2 separate regions of the Sus scrofa genome follow, and region 2 is linked to region 1. The links are chromatin contacts, called in public promoter capture Hi-C maps. All regions are on one chromosome and are shown on one strand. Each heading gives the region's core, a stretch centred on a gene start, on an enhancer-like site or on the middle of the called end of the contact. The rest is flanking DNA. Distances are from core to core; before and after follow the strand shown.

Region 1 (5,470 bases), core at 2,035-4,534:
ATATGGAGGTTTCCAGGCTAGGGGTCTAATCGGAGCTGCAGTTGCTGGCCTATACCACAGCCACAGTAACACCAGATCTGAACAATGTCTGTGACCTACACCACAGCTCACAGCAATGCCAGATCCTTAACCCACTGGGCAAGACCAGAGATTGAACCTGCATTCTCATGGATCCTAGTCAGATTCATTTCCGCTGAGCCATGATGGGAACTCCAAGAATTGGTCTTTTTGATACTACAAATTCAAAAGTGTGACTATATTTTTCTTTGGCTTTTTTTTTTTTTTTTTTTTTTTTTTTTTTTAGGGCCTCACCCAGAGGCATATAGAGGTTCCCCGGCTAAGGGTCGAATTGGAGCTGCAGCTGCTGGACTACACCGCAGCTACAGCAACTCGAGATCTGAGCCATGTCTGTGGCTTGCACCACAGCTCACAGCAATGCTGGATCCTTAACCCACTGAGTGAGCCCAGTGACTGAACCCATGTCTTCCTGGATACTAGTTGGTTTTGTCACTGCTAAGCCATGATGGGAACTCCCAGAAGTATGACTATATTTTGATTGTGAACTTCTAAAAGACAAAGACTCTATTGAACAAATATTCTGGATGGTGCCAAAAACCTGTGACATCAGTTTCTAACTGGGAAGATCCCAAATGTCTTTTCCCTTTCTTTTTTCTTTTTTTTAAATTTTCCCTTTCTAATACACAGATTCACCTGAGCAAAAATAACAGATTTATGTTCCTGGCTTTTTTTTTTTTTTTTTTTTTTTTTTTTTTTTGTCTTTTGTCTTCTTAGGCTGCACCTGCGGCATATGGAGGTTCCCAGGCTAGGGGTCCAATCAGAGCTGTAGCAGCCAGCCTGCACCACAGCCATAGCAACACGGGAACCAAGCCATGTCTGAGACCTACACCACAGCTCACGGCAACGCCAGATCCTTAACCCATTGATTGGGGCCAGGGATTGAACTGAAACCTCATGGTTCCTAGTCAGATTTGTTTCCACTGCGCCATGACAGGAACTCCCCTGGCTTATTGTTTTTAATAACAATACTGAAGGAAATTTTATTTAGTCAAATGGGTTATGTTGAACCTGAGCCTCCCTTCTGGACTTTTTAGTTTTTTTTACAGCTTTCTATATTTAGGGTTTTTTCTTTTTCCTCTGGTGTAGCAGTTAATTGGTTTGGTTGAGTGTTACAAATGAGACTGGTGCTTCAAACACTGGACCTATGCATCATCTCTTTTTATTTTGGACTCAGTACTCATTACTACCACTCCCTCCTGTGACTTTGGGAAGCAGAAACCAGCCAGACGTGTTTTTGCTATATGTCAAATGGTGTGAAAGAGACATTTTCTACTCTATTTTGCTCCTTTTCTCTTCTTATTAGAAGGATAACCAATAATAAGGAAAGGCAAGGACATTTGAGCAGAAGTAACTTAAAAAAAATTTTTTTTTTGTCTTTTTAGGGCAACACCCACAGCATATGGAGGTTCCAAGGCTAGGGGTTGAATCAGAGCTGTAGCTGCCAGCCTATATCACAGCCCACAGCAATGTCAGATCCCAGCTGCCTCTGCAAACCCACACCATAGCTCAAGGCAAAGCCAGATCTTTAACCCGCTGAGCAAGGCCAGGGATCGAACTTACTTTCTCATCGATACTAGTCAGAGTCGTTTCCACTGAGCCACAAGGGAACTTACTTACTTCTTTTTTTCTCTTTTTATTTATTTATTGGCTGCACCCAGCACATGGAAGCTCCTAGGCCAGGGATGAAATCAAGACCCAAGTGTGACCTATGCCACAGCTGCAGGGCCAGATCTTTAACCCTCTGTGCCTCCTGGGGGATCAAACCCAGAGTCTGCTCTGACTCTGCTGCGGCTGGATTCTTAACTTATGTTCCACGATGGGAACTCCCTGGTTTTCAAATTCACTTAGGACGAAGTACTGGAGAAATTAGCAGAGAATACAAGTTGGGATATTCTCTCTCACACTCTTTTTCCATCAGAGGGCTCTCAAATTCCTTCTGACTTAACTATATGAGGTTATGGTGCAGAATCAACCTATGAAAGATGTTCCCCACGTGGCACAGTGGTTAACCAATCCGACTAGGAACCATGAGGTTGCGGATTCGATCCCTGCCCTTGCTCAGTGGGCTCGGACTCCACGTTTCTGTGGCTCTGGCGTAGCCCGGCGGCTACAGCGTCGACAAGACCCCTAGCCTGGGAACCTCCATATGCCGCGGGAGGCGGCTCTAAAAAGGCATAAAAGACCAAAAAAAAAAAAAAAAAAAAAAAAAAAAAACCAACCTATGAAAGAGAATCCAGAATCTATTCAGTGAGGTTACCGAGGGCAAGGGAAGCATTACTCTCAGACAAGTATTTAAACTTTGCTTTGATAAACTTAATACAAGACACTGTTTTAAAAATACTTCTTCAAAGGAGTTCCCGGCGTGGCTCAGTGCTTAACGAATCCGACTAAGAACCATGAGGTTGTGGGTTCGATCCCTGGCCTTGCTCGGTGGGTTAAGGCTCCGGCGTTGCCGTGAGCTGTGGTGTAGGTTGCAGACGCGGCTCGGATCCCACGTTGCTGTGGCTGTGGCGTAGGCCGGCAGCTACAGCTCCAATTCGACCCCTAGCTTGGGAACCTCCATATGCCGTGGAAGCGGCCCAAGAAATGGCAAAAAACAAAAAGACAAAAAAAAAAAAAAATTCTTCACGAATTTGAGAACATTCTCTCATCAGAAACCTCTTCCTTACCCCCCAAATTCCAAAATAAGTTTCTTTTTAAAATAACAACACCAAAAAAAAAAAAAACACCCCTGCAACCTTTGAGCTACTAGGAAGATGGTGCTAATGTTCTTAGCAAAAACGCAAAAAAAAAAAAATTTAAGATTCTGAATTACAACTCACAGAAGCTAATGAAATATCACAAAACTGCTTCGTCCTGAGAGAGTTGCTAGAGTGGAAACTTTCAATTTGAATTTCTGAGCTAAGGCGCGGAGAGGCTGCTCCAGCACCAGAACGGTGGGAATTGTAGTCGGAGATGTGTGACTCTTTCTTAGCTGGTATCATCGTTCAGCGTTTAGAGATTTATGGACGGAAAGTCGTTTGGGCCAATCCACTGTTCTCGGGTTCTCATTGGACCCTCCCGTTCAACACTTCGGGCCTTTCCCTTGCTCACCAATGAACGCTTTTTCCTAAGAAAGCCTTTGTCGATTGGATTTCTTGTTCTTGCTTTGGGACGGTATAAGCCAATAGGAGTGCAGAACCGGCGGAGGTGACTGGGTCATGGGAGAGAGTCCGTAGAGCCTTTCCCCGCCAGCGCCCTCGCTCTTTGGCTCCTGGAGTCGGTGTGGTAGTCTTCCCACGCTGAGGCCGTCTTGGAAGGAGGGAGCTGCTCTGTGCCTCCCGGATACCTCTACCTCATCCGTTGGTGTGTCCCTGATGGTGAGGCAGGCTCTGGATTCTTAGAACCCTGAAGCGGTAAGTAGAGTCCAGAGACTGCAGACAAAGCGGTGGAGCCAGGAAGGCCGCAGAAAGCGTCCCCTGCACCCATGGGCGAATCAGCCTGGGCTGGGCGGGCGGCGGGGGCGGGAGGGGGGTCTCTGCCCGCCTCTTGCCAAGACCCAGCTGTGAGTCCCATTAGGCTCTTAAAGCGCCCGACTTCCATGGGTCCCGTTAAAATGTTATCTCTGTTCACTTTCTCACCGTCCCCTGCAGTCCGATTTTTAGGAACCCCAGCATTACTAATGGCTGTCATCTCACTTCTTCATCTATCTCTCCAGGTTTTTCTTTGGTAACTTTCTTTTGGTTTTGTGCACCTACCTGTCTTCTGAGAGCTGAAGGACATCGTTGTGTTTGGCTTCATTCAAGAGAGATCAGCGTTCACATTTCTATTTTAAAAACTGTTTTTGGAGGCGTTCTTGCATCTCCTTTCGTGCTAGTGTCTTGGTGGGTTAGGGCAGTGCACAGCTTCCCGCGACACCTGGCCGAATAGAAGTGCCTATAGGATCAGGCATTGTTCTTGTTTAGTAATTGCTGGTACGCTTATCAATATCCCAAGTTCTAATTTTCTTGGATCCTGACAACTACTCAGTATTGTTATGAGAAGAAAGTAAGGCTCAGAGGAGGTAACCCACCTTCTCAAAGAGTTACAGTTGGTTGCTAGGAAAGGGAAAGCCAGATCTGATGTTAATGCTTACTTATTTTTTTACAAAACTCGCTTAATTGAATGTGGATTTACGTTATGTGTATTTTCTGAAGCTCTGTGAGAGCTAAATAATCCTTTGAGGTGAATGGTAAATTTGGCTGAAACAAAATCAGGTGTTTCATGACAGGTGCCTCACATACATCTATTACTGACTCAGCTTCTCAAAGTGTGGGTCTCTGACTAGCAGCATAGATTTCACCTGGGAGCTTGTTGGAACTACAGAATCTCAGTCCTCACCCCACCTACTGAATCAGAATTGGCTTTTGTAACAATATTCCACAGGCAACAAGAATGTTTGTTAAAGTTTGAGGTTCATGTATTTACTTAAAATGATTTGTCTCAATTGAACTAAACAAAGACAGTGTAAAACTTTGTGTTATTCCCTACTTTTTCCTGGGTGGATCCTAATTGGAACTTCTTCCTTGTCAGTGGGATGATGAGATTGGAAGTTTTAACTCGTGGCTTTTGTTCATCTTAAAGGAATGGGAAAGGCTATAACTTTTTCAGAAACATTCCCACTGAGTAGTCCTGTAAGTACTCTATAGATGAGGTGGAGCTCTCCAATTGCAAGGCCACTGTTGTGTGCCAAAGGCTATCACTAGCCTGGTTCCTGGCCCTCTGGGCCAGTGGTTGGCTCTGCAGATTTCATTTTTGTATGGGATTTGTAATGGTGACAGGACATTAGCCCATGCTTAAGTTGGTTTGTAAACAGAGTGTTGATAATAGAGGCATCTAAGAGGCAAACCCTTTAATCAAGAAATCTCAATGTTTTCAGTCTGTTGCTTTTTGTTTTTTAAATCCTTTTTAAAATGGCTGAAGTAATGATATTTTATTTTGAGAAGACTACCTCCCAAATAATATCCTGTTAAAACTTTTTTTCTCTGAGTCCTTTATTTTGCGCTTTCTTGCAAACTTCGAAAATTTAACTTTTAAAATATTTTGTCTGGGATATGAACCCCCCCATGTGTTATGAATTAAAGATCCTTAGATTGGTTTTAAATTGCTTAGAAGTTATTCTCGTATCATTAATTGAATAGCCTTACTCTTTTTCATTGAGTTTTGGCTCCCTGTAACTTACAGCCATTGTTTATTAAACATTTAACATGTGCCAAGTGCCCTCAGCCTTTTGTGTATTATTTCTTTGGACACCCCATACCACTTGATAGCTGCTCTGATTAACCCCATTTTACAGATGAAGAAACTGAGATAAAGAGATTAAGTGATCTGCCTGAAATCATTTATCAAGTGGTAGAGCCTGGGTCTGACTCCA
Region 2 (5,470 bases), core at 1,231-3,730, 820 kb after region 1:
ATAGGCAAATCAAACCAGTCTTTCAACTTAAATAATTCTCCACAGTTAAAATAACTTATACATGTACATATATATTAAAAGCAATTAAATTAGAACTTTTAAAAATGCACAGCACAGCCTGGAAAAATATTTGCTTAGCATGTTCTTATAGGATCTATTGCTGTGATGTCTTTCCTTTTTAGAATGCAAAGGAGTCCCCTTTCAAAAAGAGATCAATTCACTCATCAATTAAGAATACACCTTTCCTGTAATTTTTGGACTGAAGCAATTTATTAAAGCTCAATTTAAATACAGGGATGACGCAACTGAAGAGATCCAGGTGACCTTTGATAAACCTAAGCAGCTCAGATATATCAATATGTTTCTTCATACTTGTTGGCAAATAAACCCTTTTAAACACTTGGCACACAATATAAGTTAATCTATAAAACAGAATTTTAGAGGCATTAAAAAAAGTCTGCACATAAGACCTATGACCTTAACACATGATAAATACTGTTGATGTGGAAGGGTCATTGAAGAATAACAAATAAATACCATGTATTGTTAATACATCATTGCAGAGTGGAAAGTAACAAGGTGCACATAAATATTTTTAAATGCAATTCTTTCAGCCACAGTCAGTTTTTTATATCACTCTTGCCAAAACTTTTGAGCATTTTCACAGAATGAAAGTTCAGAGACAATAAAAAATACAAGTCTTTCATAGCAACGTGTCTCTTTCTGGTTTTTTTCTTTTTTTTTTTTTTCACTTAAATAAATCTACATTTCAAGTTTTTCTCCTGGCTCAGAATCAAAATTTATTTTCAAGTGCCCTTTCTGATTTGTCTGAATGAATACTCCGTCCCACAACCCACCCAAACCCGAACTCTTCCTCTCTCCCTCTAGCCAATTTCACAATTAGTAGTAGGATTACTATTTTGCCATGTAACTCTCCACGCTTAATAACGACTACATCCCAACTTATATTTAACCTTAAAGGGAAACTCTGCTTCCTCGCGATCTAAGCTGCCACCAAAGTTGCCACTTTTCCGTGAAAAAAGACATCCGTCCTCCACCCCAACTCCACCTCCCTCCTCCCGCCCTGCCCACCCTAAAGACCGAAATTCTGGGGATGTCAGGGCTGGAAGTCCCGTTTGTCTCTGATACTTCTCAGTTCTCGCCTCTGCTTTGTTTGCTCTGCAAGTGTTTCACAACTACGAGAGGACCAAATAAGGGGGGTGGGGGCAGCTTTTCACTTTCCTCTAGCTTGGGGGTCGGTCTTGTGTTTTGCTGTTTTTTTTTTTTTTCCGGGGAGGGGGGCGTTTAAGGCTTCTCCGTGCACTGTTTGCAGAGGCTGGAAGAGACGCTATTGAACAGGGCGCACTTCTCCGGGCAGGAGGCGGCCGGGGGCAGCCCGGCACTGAAAGGGTAGCCGGCAGCCTGCTCGTAGGCGCCGAGAGCCGGGTGCAGGGCAGCGGCCGCCGCCGCCGCCGCCGCGGAGCTGGGCAGCGAGGCGGCCGAGATGGCCTGGCCCTGATTGAGGTAGGCGACGAGGCGCCGCATCTCCTCCAGGGCCTGCGCCTGCATGAGGATGTAGTTCTTGGCGAGCAGCAGCGTGGCGATCTTGGAGAGCTTCCGCACCGAGGGGCTGTGCGCGTAGGGGATCACCGCGCGCAGCTCGTCCAGCGCGTCGTTCAGGTCGTGCATCCGCCGGCGCTCCCGGGCGTTGATGTTGAGCCGCAGCGCCTTTTGCTCTTTGGATTTCTTGCTGCTGCCGCCGCTGCCGCCGCTGCCGCCGCTGCCGCCACCACCCCCGCCGCCTGCTCCGCCGCCGCCCGGGCCCCCCGGGGGGGCGTTGGCGCCGCCGTGGAGGTGGGCGTTGGAGCAGCCCTCGGCCGCCTTGGCGCTGCCGCCTCCCGCGCCCGGGGAGGCCCGCGGGTCGGCGCCCCCGGCCCGCAGCACCAGCTCGCAGCGGCCGTCGCTGTCGTCGTCGGGGCTCTGCTCGCCGCCGCTGCTCTCGACCACCGAGCCCCGGCTGGCGCTCTCGCCGTATTTGAGGCATAGGGCGGCCCCGGCCGGCAGGCTGCTCAGGCTAGGGTCGCCCCCAACGCCGGCAGAGCCCGCCAGCAGCCCCGGGACGCCCACCCCGCCGCCGCCGCCGCCTCCTCCCGCGCCGCCACCGCCGCCTCCCCCGGGCGGCGGCAGCAGCAGCCCTGCCCCCTCGGGGTCAGCCGGCTCGAAGCAGCCCAGGGGCGACGAGGAGGAGGACGCCGGGCGCTCCCGAGGCGGCGGCGCCAGGGACAGGTCCATGCCCGGGGGCGTGGAGCGGAAAGCCGCCTCTAAGCGCTTGGCGGCGGAGGCGCTCAGGCTCTTGTGCAGGAAGAGGTCGTCTTCGCCCGCGGCGGCCGCGCCGAGGTGCAGCCCGCGCTCCATGGTCCGGCGCCGGCGCGCAGCCCGGGCCCGCCGCGCCGGCCGCCGCCGCCTCGGCTCGGGAGGCAGGCGGCGCCGAAGACGCACCCGAGCCGGGCTCCGGGGCTGGTGCGTGCGTCGGTCCCGGTGCTGAGTGCAGCCCTCTCCCCTTCTTTTTCTTTTTCGCCTTCCCCCGCGCTCGCCGCCTCCTCTTCTTCTTCCTCTTCGTCTCCAGCCGGTGGTGCTGGCTGCTGGGGCTCACCATGGGCCGCGGCCCCGCATGGTGGGAGGGTGGGCGCGGAGGGAGTGGAGCCGCCGCCGCCGCCGCTCTGAGCCCAGCCCCGCGCCTCCTCTCCGCACCGTTTATCTTGCTTGGATTCACCTTCAAGAGATTTCCGGACCCATCAACCAGCCGCTGCCACAGACGGGGGAGTCTTTTACATCATTATCTCTGAGTAGGTTATTATGAAGAAGAGTCGCCTGTTGGGACAGCGCTTTCTACCCAATCAGGTTAACGTTTTAATTAATAGGATTAAAACGGTAACAAACAATCGCAGGCGCTATCTGGCCGCGAGTCTGAATAGTTTCATTTCCCAGGTCTGAAGACAGGCAGCAGCTAGCGCTTTATAAAAGGCGCCTGCTCCATTATTCTGCCTGCCATCTGTATACACAGCTTAGCGCATATGTTTGCAAGGCGCTGGGTCCTGTTAGTAACCCAACAACTGCCTTTAGCTTGACATGTGTGGCGACTTTCACTCATCAATGAGCACACTAAAAGCCCTACTTAGAGCCGAGGATGTTCTTTGCTCCTTCAGCAAATTGTGGATCTGCGGCGAAGCCCGGGAGTCCCATGGAAAGCAGACGTCCCCCCCCGTACCCCACCCCCCACTGCCCTTCCCTCGCCACTGCGGTCTCATCTTGTGCCACATGGCCCTTCCAGGCGAGACGCTACTCCACCCTTGTTCATAGGATGACTCTGGTCTAGATTGGAGATGGGACTTTGGGGGGGGGGCAGGTGGTGTCCCTGTGGTGTCCCCGCTGGCTTGCCCCCAAGATTTTTAGCTAGTAAGGGACCAAAGCAATCGCCCCCCCACCCAACTTGAACACACTGCTTTATTCCGCCCTAGCCCCCCTCCCCCTTGCCCATTCCCGTCCCAGATTGGGAAAACAAAACAAAATAAAGAGCAAGGTGATTATGCAGCCCATTAGATTTTTTTAAGGGGGGGGGTGCGCTTTTGCCGCGGTCTCCAAATAGCTGTTCCAGTGATGGTGGTTATGAAGCACAGGGATTTCCTAAACAGGAAAGAACTGTTTGCTGAAACTTTCTTCAAGATTAAAATCCAGTTGTTTTAGAATAGTCAACTTCACCAGGAGTCAAATCCTCTCACGAACCAAGTGGGGCATTTGTGCATATTTATTTAGCTGGAAATGTCGCCGCCGCAGCAAGGAAGCCATTCAGGGACGTCTGAGTCTGCTGCGGTTGTTTTTGGAGGAAGAGCAAAGGGAGAAGTGTGAAAACAAGTGCTCCTCTCAGGATGGGAAACAGTACACGCGGTCCTCCAGCTCCTGCGTCCCATGTCTGGGAGTACATGGTATTTAGCGGCTGGTTTTCATCCTTATGACATAAGTAAAAACAATATTTCCCAACACCGCCAATAAATCTTTCTTATGTGGCAGAATTACTGAAGCCTATGAAATTTTGGGTTTCTCTGGTCTCATTAAAAACCTTTTAATTGTGGCTTTCAGAGTTGGCCCCAGGTGTTGGACTCTTTTCATTACATTTTGCTCTAATGTGATGAAATTCTAATTCTCTCCTTACCATATGGTTAAATTTCCCCACTGAGAATTAGTTGAAAAAGGAGAAATAATCTATTAATCTCTGTAATAGATTCACAAATGAGGTTCGCCACAGAACCTGTTTTTGAATGGTAATATCAGAACAGTTGGGCGCCTTATTTCATAAAGGAGGGGCGAGGACGACACAGAAACGTCTGCATTTTCACCTGGAAAGGAGGCAAAGGGGCCCAGAGGTATCTTTCCAAAATAATTGCCAGAGATTCAGTCTCTTGGGCATGGACATGCTACGCCGTCGTAGGTTACTTTCGCGCCGTCCTATTGACTAGAACCCAAAGATTACGAAAGAGTAAGCGGGCTGCGGGAGGCTTTCGAGCTTGGGACCCGGGCGGGCGGCTCTGGAAGGCTCCAGCCGGCTCACGTGTCTCGCTGGGGACCCCAAAGCACGTCGACGTGCGGGGCGGCCCCTCGCTCGCAGCTTCCCCACCCCCTCCCTCCCCCTGGCGCGCGCAGCTGTTAACCTCCCGCTTTAGGAAGCTAAAGACACGCTCTTGTTACTGTTTTCCAATTAGCAGCTTTGTTTTTCACCGGCTTCATAAACAAAGCTTCTCTGTAAACAGAGGTGAGTCGTGTGTGCCTGATACTAACTGACCAAAGAACTCTGGCCACTTGCGGGAGGTCCAAGGCTGGCACCGTCGTGGCTCTGGGAGGAGTGGAGACATGTTTCCGGGGGTGTCTGACTCGATTCTCCGCCCAGCCTGTCTTTCTGATGCTCAGCCACTTCCCTCAGGACGCCTGGATCCCTGCCGGCCACTAAGTGGGCACTAGAAAGGCGCAGGAGCTCCCACGTCCGGGCCGGGTGGCAACTCGGTCTTAGCTACGAGCGCCACAAAGGGCTGTGCCCAGTTGGACAGGAATGGCCGAGCAGGGGGCCACCACCAAAAGCCGCAAGGGGGAGGCTTACTCTGGCTAGATTCCGACCCTCCCAGTATAACTCACATAGAGAGCACCCAGTGACACCCCACCCCGACCCCACTTCCACGCCCTCCTTTCTCCCCCTCCCCGGCCATCCAACCTTCTAAAACAAACTTTCGCTCAACTTTATATTACTCTGTCGGAGCTCCAAATCTCTTTCTTTGCCGGTTCGAGAAAATCCCCTTGGTCTCCCCGGAGGAGGTGGCTGCTTAATAGTCCCTGGAAACTTAGCTTTGGGAAACTGTGTAAGAATTTATAGATGCTCTAAATGTGGTCCTTATAACAACCGTCGGGGAATGGTCTTTGAGGT

The links. Promoter capture Hi-C pulls out the DNA fragments that hold promoters and counts their contacts.
Region 2: a contact with region 1 is called in a promoter capture Hi-C map of fetal skeletal muscle, with 7 times the contacts expected there. The contact joins the promoter of BHLHE22 here to the promoter of ARMC1 in region 1. A contact is called at or near these places in 4 of 5 promoter capture datasets (fetal liver, fetal skeletal muscle, liver and 1 more) and 1 of 2 datasets of contacts at active chromatin or transcription factors (skeletal muscle).

The regions. Positions count from the first base shown.
Region 1 is chr4:68,979,759-68,985,228 of Sscrofa11.1, forward strand. ARMC1 (armadillo repeat containing 1) reads left to right here and starts at 3,285. Exons shown (of 7, transcript NM_001190196.1): 1 at 3,285-3,473.
Region 2 is chr4:69,800,895-69,806,364 of Sscrofa11.1, forward strand. It overlaps BHLHE22 (class E basic helix-loop-helix protein 22), which reads right to left and starts at 2,481. Exons shown (of 1, transcript XM_003481394.4): 1 at 725-2,481. The coding sequence starts at 2,415. The coding sequence ends at 1,306.